Linked DNA regions of Oryctolagus cuniculus: region 2 is linked to region 1. Evidence: chromatin contacts called from public Hi-C data. All regions are on one chromosome and are shown on one strand. The core of a region is the stretch at or near the end of the contact, and the rest is flanking DNA. Distances in the headings are between cores, read along the strand shown. Region 1 holds the start of MYO1D (myosin ID). Region 2 overlaps MYO1D (myosin ID).

Region 1 (4,358 bases), core at 1,130-3,629:
TGTTCCTTCAGCTAGATGTTCCCCATAGATGTTCCTGGTGCATGCCGTCTCTCTCCTCCTTTATAGTCCTCCTCCGCCAATCCTAACTCGGCTGCCCACACGCCGAGTACGCTGCTCTCCTCCAATCAGGAGCAAGTCCTACAGTTTATTAGTTGAACTGGAGGCAGCTGTGCGGAAGCTGTTTACTTCTCTCCCAGCGCCATATTGTGGGAGAGCAGATGCATAGAATAAGTCTTAATTCCAGTAACTCAGTCCAGTCCGGATTGCTCCCCACAATCACCTGCTTAGCCACTAACCAGCCCACACAAATGCTCCAGGTATAGGATGGTCCTACCTCGGAGCTGTGCAGCCTGGAGTCCTCAGCCTGTGAATGAGGACACCGAGATGCAGACAGGTGTCTTCTGGAGAAGAGCTGCTAATGGCCACCAGCCTCTGCCTATGCCAGGGGTTAGGGGCCTCCCGACAGCCGAGGTACTGCCTCAAGGGTGGCCAGGCCGCTTTCTGACCTCCTGGCAAGTGTGGGCTGTTGGCAGCAGCAGCAGGCCTGGAGCAAGATCCTCAGGACCACTTAGTCAGCTCAAATGCAGCTATAGGTCTGAAGCCCAGCCAGGTCTTTGGAGGCCTCTAGATTTCCCAGTAGATTCTGCACTAGAAGATGGTCCTAACGGAATCCCAGGACTGAAGAGGTGTGGACACTGTAGCAGCCCAGTTATAATATATTTCCATTGGGAAAATCCATTCTCTGTTCTAAAAGAATTTTCCAGGCTCAGCCAATGCATCTATAAATTGGGAATCACAACATGTTTAAAAAAAAGATGTATTTATTTATTTGAAAGTCAGAGTTACAGAGAGAGAGAGAGGAGAGAACCAGAGAGATCTTTGATCTGCTGGTTCATTCTCCAAATATCCTCAATGACTGGAACTGGGCCAGGCAGAAGCCAGAAGCCAGGAGCTTCTTCCAGGTCTCCCAAGTGGGTACAGAGGCCCAAGTACCTGGACCATCTTCTACTGCTTTCCCAGAGGCATTAGTAGGGAGCTGGATTGGAGGTAGAGCAGCTGGGACTCCAATTGGCACCAAAGAAGCTGTCTTAATCCTCTGCGCCACAGCACCAGCCCCACCACTTACAAGTTTTGAAGAGTTATTTATTTGAAAGGTGAAGTTACAGAGACAGAGACAGAGGGGAAGGGGGCAGGCAAAGAGATCTTCCATCCCTTGGTTCAGGCTCCAGATGGTAACAATGAATCTAGGAGCCTTACCCAGGTCTCCCACATGGGAGGTAGGGCACTGGAACCACCTTCTTCTGCCTTCCCAGGCCATTAGCAGAGAACTGGATCATAAATGGAGCATCAGGGACTCGAACTGGTGGCTCTGCTACCTCCTAATGGTTTCATATTTACGTGCCCCAAGTAATACAGTAGCTACTTGGCCGGTTCAACGGGGATCTCAGGAAGTACAGGATGGTCCTAGGCTCAAGAACTAGGGGTGGGTATTTGGTGTTTGGGACGCCCAGTGTCCCACTTGGAAGTGTCCCTGCTCTGCCTCTGATCCCAGCTGCCTGCTGATGTGCCCGGGGAGGCAGCAGGGGATGGGGATCAAGTACTTGGGTCCCTGCCACCCACATGGGAGATTCAAACGGGGTCCCAGATCCCGGTGTCTACCTGGCCTGTCCCTCACTACGGTGGGCATTTGGGGAGAGCTCGATCTCTCTGGCTCTTTTTCTGCCTTTCGAATAAAGAAAACACACAAGTAAATGGTTAAAACAAAAGAACCCCACAGCAGCCCTGCAGAGATGATGCACACACACACAAGGAAAAGCTGCCGGCATGCTCTGATGAGTGGAGGGAGAAGGGACCGTGGTGGGCGTGGGGCTCACGAGCTGCACTGGCAGCTTGTCCACATCCTCGCCTGCAGCCGCTCGAGCTCTGGGCTTGAACCTCCACTTAAGGGGTGGGCAGGAGCTCAGCCCAGGAACTAGACTGGGCTCGTCGGCACAGCGACAGAAGCATAAGGAGCGACCCTGGCGGAAGCTCCCCAAGCCCCGTTTTAACTTGGTGGACGTCTGCCAAGTCCCCGGGAGAGGCTGCGACCTTAGAATCCTGGCCGCACCCAGACTCCTGCGTCTGCAGCCGTCCCGCCGCCCCGCTTATCGGCGCCCGTCTCCAGGGGGCGCTGCTGCACGCCTCCGCTGCCGGCCCCGCGCGTGCGCGCCGGCCAGGTGAGGAGGCGGCGGCGGCCCGGGCCTCGCGGCGGGGGGCGGGGCCTGGGCGGGGCGGGGCCGGGCCGTGCAAGACCAAGGCCAGAGGCGGGACCAGCCGCCGCCGTCTCCGTCTCGGGTCCCGGCCCCCGCAGCGCCCGGCAGCCGTCGCTGAAGGAACGGAAACCGCCAGCAGCGCCCGCTCGGAGCCGCGCCGGCCGACAGCGCGCCTCCGCCCGCCCCGGCCCCGCCCGAGCGCCCCGCGGGTCCCCGGCCCGAACCCCTCGGCCGATCGCGCCCACCTGAGCCCGTGAGCCGGCGCCATGGCGGAGCAGGAGAGCCTGGAGTTCGGCAAGGCGGACTTCGTGCTGATGGACACCGTCTCCATGCCCGAGTTCATGGCCAACCTGAGGCTCAGGTGAGGGCGGAGCCCGCGCGCGCACGGGCTCAGAGGCTGCGCTTCCTCAGAGGGGGCGCGGGGCTGGGCGGCGCGGCCACCTTCGGGGTGTCGGGGCGGCGCCGGGCTCCCGGGGGCAGTCCGGCGGGGACGGAGAGGACGCCCCGGGGGCGCCGGCCGGAGCGCGGGGGCCGTGCGGGGCCGGAGGTGCGCCCGCGCCGCGCCAGGTGAGCGCTGTGGGCGGGGCGGGTGACCGAATGGAAACGCCGGGAAAGCTCTGACTAGCCGGGAGAGGGGAGGTGGCCCCGAAAGCCCTGGGCAGACCTGCGTGCTGTGTGGGGGAGCAGCTGGCGGCTCCTCCCGCGTCCACACTTGCGTCTTCTCCCCTTTCTTGTCGCGCCCCCCACCCCCGCGTGGATCCCTCGTGTCGCTCAGGACCCCGCCGAACGATCCCTGAGCTGGCTGTTTTTCAGTGACTCCCTAAACGTAATTAGACACGTCTCCAGACATAGAAGAGACTGCCGCGCTCGCCGGTGCCAAGATAAACTGTCTGAGCTTGACAAGGCGTCCCTGGTTTCAGCTTTTTCGAGGAGTTTGTGGATGGAGCCCTTGTGTTGCTGACATCCCTGAGAATGGGACTCACGAAACACACCCCCAAAAATGGGCTTGTTGGAGAGAACCTTCTAGCCGGATTGATTTGCTCTTGATAGCAGAGTTACAGAGCGGTTTGTCTTTTTTTTTTTTTTTTTTAAACATTACAGTAAACAGTTTCAAAATAGCTAAATTTTTGGTGTGTGTGTGTGTGTTCCGGGAAGCTTTGGCCCTATTTCTTGTCAAGTTTATAACTACACATCACTCTGTAAGCTTATAAAGTGAAATCATAATCCAGGTTTGGATGCTTAACTAACCCCATTTCTCAGTATTGGTTATCCCTGTCAGTCCTAATTCAAGAGTTTGTGAATCTGGCTTAATCATTGAAATGGCAAACCACATGGGCGTCATCTGTTCCTGAGCCCGGGGTAGGAGCACAGCCCTGGGTGCTGACCCTGCCCTGGTCAGAGTCTCTGTGTCCTAACTGGAGACATCACGAGGCCACTGGGGTTTCTTTCAGTGCTCATATACGGGACTGTAAGTGTTCCAGGTGCAGGTGGGCTCAAGATTGCACAGAGTGTGGCAAAGTAATATGTGGTCCGTATCCATGGAGAGGGGACCCAGATGCCAAAATCCATGAGTGCCCACTTCGCTTACACGAGGTGGTGTAGGATAGCAGCCCCCTGCTGTCTGTGTGGCATCCGTCCCATGGCCCCCAGTGGACGCGTGGAACTGCAGATAGTACCAATCCTCTATAGGCTGGCTGTGTTCCTGTACATAGCTATGATGAAGGTTGCTTTATAAATTAGGCAGAGTAAGAAATTAGCAATAATAATATAAACATCAAACAGTTACAACACTGCACTGGAATAACAGTTGTGTGATGTGGCTTCTGTCTCTAAAAATTTTTATGGCACTGTATTCCCCCTTCTTGTGGAACAGCACGGTTTTGAATAAGGATGGAGGCCACTGTTTACGTAGAACCCATGCACATCCTCCTGTGTGCTTAATTTTTAAAAAAGATTTGAAAGAGTGACAGAGAAGCAGGGAGAGACAAATCTTCCATCTACTGATTCACTCCCCAAATGCCTACAACAGCTAAGGCTGGGCCAGGCCAAAGCCAGGAACCAGGAACTCCGTCTGGATCTTCTGCATGAGTGGCAGGGAACCAAGTA
Region 2 (4,358 bases), core at 1,004-3,503, 74 kb after region 1:
ACTCAAACCAGTTCCTGTATGGGATACTGGCGCCACAGGTGGAAGCTTAGCCCACTGTGTCACTGCGCCAGCCCCCAGAGATTCACTTTTACAGGTTAATGTACTCTTTCTACAAAGCCAGACATTCTAATTTGCAAATGGGATATATACTAAATGTACGTAACTCTAATGGAAGAATGAACAACACGACAGCTTAGGGGCCATGGGATAAAGGTTATTGTTCTAAATCATGAACTTCTGCCTCGCATCAAACCCAGGAGGGCAGTTTAATCCTCGTGTTGCACAGGCCTGAGACTAAAGAGAGTACAGGGCCTGAGACTTACGGTTTGTGCTGTGTGTCTCCCCGGGAGGGTTTCTGGAACCCCAGGGAAGAGCACGGGGTCTGGGAAAAGCTCTGCAGATGCCAGGCGGGGGCTCCTGCAGCAGCCCAGCCCTGCCCTGCCCTGCTCCTGGTTAGGCCGCTTCCTGAATATCAGCTTCTGAGGTCAGTACTTTTTCTCGAGAATTCTTCTGGTTTTGAGGTTATTTCTTTGTGTCTTACATGTAAATGTTGTCTAATTTACGGTTTTATTGCCTGTTTGGTTAGTCATCTCTGCAAATAGCGCACTTTGCCGTCAGTTTTGACTCCAAGACCAGGCTTAGTGTTGAGGAAATCAGAGGTCCGAGTGGAGTCCAGGATGAGCTCTTGGTCTTCATTGCCCTGGACAAGTTTCCACCTCCTAACTGGGGTGACCGTGACTGGACGTGTGTCTGTGTCTTGTAGGGACAGAGGAGTCGGTGATGTTTGGTTTACAAAGGATTAGGCCTAGAATTGAATTAGGACTATAAACAAATACTGTACATGTTCCTCCCGTGGTGTTTCAGTCTGTTCAGGCTCCTGATACAGAGGCCCTTGGGCTGGTCTCCAACAAGCCACAGCAATTTACTGCTCACAGTTCTGGGGGCTGCTCAGTCCAAGATCAAGGCCCCGGAAGAGTGTGCCTGCAGAGGGCTCACTTCTCCTAAGTGCTGCCTCCACACGGCAGAGGGGACCAGCCCGCACCCTTGGGTTTTTCATGTAGGGGTCCTTACCCCTTTTTATGGGTAGAGACTGATAATGTTATCACCCAAAGGGTCCCCCCCCCCATCCTCAGCAGATTCTGTTTCAGTGTATTAAGGGGATGGGACATAGTCACAGGATAGCACCTAATTTAGCTATTAATGCTAAATTAAACATTGCAAGATGGGCTTTATTGAAAATGAAAATGCTGTAAGCATGTAACAGTTAACAAATGTTTATATAGTCTTTGATTTTTCACTTGCTTTTGGGTTAGAGTTGATATATTGTCCTTAAATGTTGCCCTCTGTAACATGGTACTAGCAGTGACTGATCCCCAGCTTGTGTCCCACGTGGCCTCAACACAAGAGCTTGACAGCATCCAAGCTGGTCTGTACTTTGTTGACAAAATGAGTTCACTGATCTGGCTCTTGCCTGTCCCCATGATGCTGCAAAACCCTCAAAACGCCGTTCCCATGCTCATCACAGAGCAAGCCCCAAACAGCTTACAGCCTGGGACACCTGGAGTAACACTGTTCTTGGAGAATAAACTGTGGAAACCAGTGTGGAAACACCCAGGAGCTTAACAGGGTTGTGGGCGAGTGCCTTGGTGCCGCTTCCATTAGCTGGCAGGTCAGCTGCAGAGATGACGATTGTCCTGAGACCACGTCAGGCTAGCGGTGCCCAGGGAGGCCGTACAGAGATGGGACTTGCACTGTTTCTCAAAGCATGATCAGCTGCTTCCAGGAGAAGTGGGATCAATTGTATTAGTAATGACAGTCTCTTGCGTAAGCCCCGTGGTGAACATCAACATTGGTGATACGCATTAGTAAGAATAAATACTGAGATGTAGTGCTGGACCAGTCTGTGCCATCAGCCTTTGCACAGGGAACTCCCTTTTTAATGTTCTTTTTAAAAAAAAAAATATTAAAAACTTGAAAACCAAAGGTCTTTGTTCTTTGGGATCAGCACAGTTTTCCTGGTAGTTACTGTGCTTGCGCTGGTTCTCTGTAAGGGGGATGGTCCATAAGCGTTCCTTTAAGAGCTCTGTTTTGCAGATGTTGTTTTGTAATCTGGAAGCAATCCCTGCCAGGCAAGTGTAGTTTATATTGCGTCACTTCCTTTGCAAAAGAATTGACTGCAGGGTCCTTGGGGTTGGGTCATTTTTTTCCCCATTGTTCTACACACTGTGTGTTATCTATTTATGGTGTTAGAGCTCTGATTAGTCATGACCAGAAATTACATGAGAATTATTATTATCACACCTGGCAGCTAGCAGTGCAATAGATTGTATACAGCTTAGATTTTTTTCCCCCTCAAACCAATTTTATTGGTTTCCAATGTTAGTCCCATTTGGATGATGTTCCTGAAAAATCCATTTTTTTCCAGCTTCTCTCGAAAAAATCAGAAGTTCTGGCATAACGTGGGCCACAGTTGGGAACAGAGCCGCCTGCAGTGTGGCAGCTGCCCCGTCCGTCCCGGCACAGGCGCGTCACGGTCCCTGCTGTGCCCGAGTGGACCTCAGTCCTTTCCCTTTCACTTGCATGCGTTCTCCACCTGGCTTCCGTGGGCTTCTTAGGTTGGTGACAGGAATGGCGTGATTTGCCCACCAGACCTCAAAGGCTGGAAGGAAAACTCCAGCCTTTCCTGTGTGCTTGTGTGTGTGTGCGCGCACGTGCACCTGCATGCACACATGTGTAATGTGAGAGTGAGACAAATAGGAAATGTGTTGACAGTGTGGAATCCTCCGGGTGAGGGCTGTGGAGGAACTTTTTAAAAATGGTCTTCTGACAGCTTCGAAGCTTGAAATTACTTCAACATGAAAATTATTTTTGAAAGTCACAGCTCTCAACCACAGATTTTCAACAGTGAGAAAGATTTCTCCTCAAGTGATTTATTTTTTAGTCAGAAATGGAGGAAAGGGAAAATTTAAAGCCAACCTAACTGATCCCATGTTTTACAAGTTATTTTGCAGGAAAAAAAAACCATTTTCTTGTAGCTGATATTAAGAATAAAATGTGGAAAAATAGTTTTGTGTACATTAACAACTGAACAGTTTGCCTTCAGCTGTGGATGCCCTGACATAATAGTGTATAAACGAATGTGTTGCTTCTCCGTATGTAAAGGAGAGGACCTTATTAACAAAGTAGATAGGTGTGTGCCGATGGGTAGGCACCCATGTGGTAGGTGCTTTAAACAAGCAGCCTTTCTGTCAGCAAAGCACAGACTTGAGCTGTTTGTCCTTCTGTGATGATGGATTTGTGCCAGTTCATTCCCATGGGGCCTGACCTCCCTTGAAATCAATGCTGCGTGTCTCAGGACAAAGGCTCGAGTCCTCGCAGCCTCGATGGCAAACAAAGACAAGGATGCAACTCCTTCTCCTTCTTTTTCCTAATAATCTAAACCATGGGTATTTATCCAAGATTCAGATGGCAGGGGCCCCTTTCAGTTGGCTGCAGTGTCCTTTGACATGACACCTGTCATTCTTGGAGAGCTTCTCTACCTTTTGGCTCATTAAGATATTCCCAGTGCAGGCGTTGTGGCATAAGCAGGTAAAGCTATCGCCTGCAGTGCTGGCATCCATATGGGCACTGGTTTGAGTCCCAGCTGCTGCACTTACAATCCAGCTCCCTTCTAATGGCCTAGGAAAAGCAGCAGAAGATGGCCCAGTGTTTGGGGTCCTGTACCCACATGAGAGACCCGGAGGAAACTCCTGTCTTCAGCCTGGCCCAGTCCTGGCTGTTAGGGTCACTTGGGAAGTAATCCAGTGTCTGTCTCACTCTCCCTCTCTCTAACTCTGCCTTTCAAATGAATAACATAAAAATATTTTTTTCTAAAAAAAAAAAAAAAAAAAGATATTCCAGGCTCATCTCATGCTTTCCCTATCCTGGTAGGGGAATCAGTCCTTTCTCCAAAAGTCCTCGGTTCCTTTAGGGGGACTGTGGCATATAGGGGTCAAGATCTGGGAGGCGGGATGGTTCTTACAGCTGGCATGTCACTGCTTTCAACGTTCACAGTGCAAGCAGCCAGTGGATGTGTGCACGTGCACGTGTCTACCTGATTCTTTGTGTATGAGCTGTCATGAGTTCATGCTGTCACCTCCCACCTCAGTCCAACACCAAAACGCTTCTTTCAGCTTTCCCTCTTCCATATTTGTAACTTCCTTCTGAAGCAGGGAAAACCTGGCTTTCGTTGTCCTCCATGTGTTCGCTTATCTTCTGCATCCTCCCGTTTGTGACTAGTGCATCATGACACTAGCTACCTCCTAGAGGAATGAAACATCCTAGCCACCTCCTAGCACCCCCAGCCACACCCCTAGCTC

Evidence for each region. A called contact is a pair of places that touch in the nucleus more often than the background predicts.
Region 2: a Hi-C map of embryonic fibroblasts shows a contact between it and region 1, with 2.0 times the contacts expected there. The contact joins the enhancer-like site here to the promoter of MYO1D in region 1. A contact is called at or near these places in 5 of 6 Hi-C or Micro-C datasets (ear pinna, embryonic fibroblasts, liver and 2 more).

Annotation. Positions count from the first base shown.
Region 1 is chr17:41,240,392-41,244,749 of mOryCun1.1, forward strand. It overlaps MYO1D (myosin ID), which reads left to right and starts at 2,380. Exons shown (of 22, transcript XM_051824625.2): 1 at 2,380-2,613. The coding sequence starts at 2,519.
Region 2 is chr17:41,314,123-41,318,480 of mOryCun1.1, forward strand. The region is part of intron 1 of MYO1D (myosin ID); the gene reads left to right. The region is part of intron 1 of LOC138846168 (a long non-coding RNA gene); the gene reads right to left. Among named protein-coding and RNA genes, the nearest start is that of MYO1D, 74 kb to the left of the region's middle. Within about 2 kb of position 2,254, at least 4 of the 8 cell types and tissues checked have an H3K27ac peak or open chromatin away from gene starts, as enhancers often do. A contact at or near this core is called in ear pinna, where this site is marked.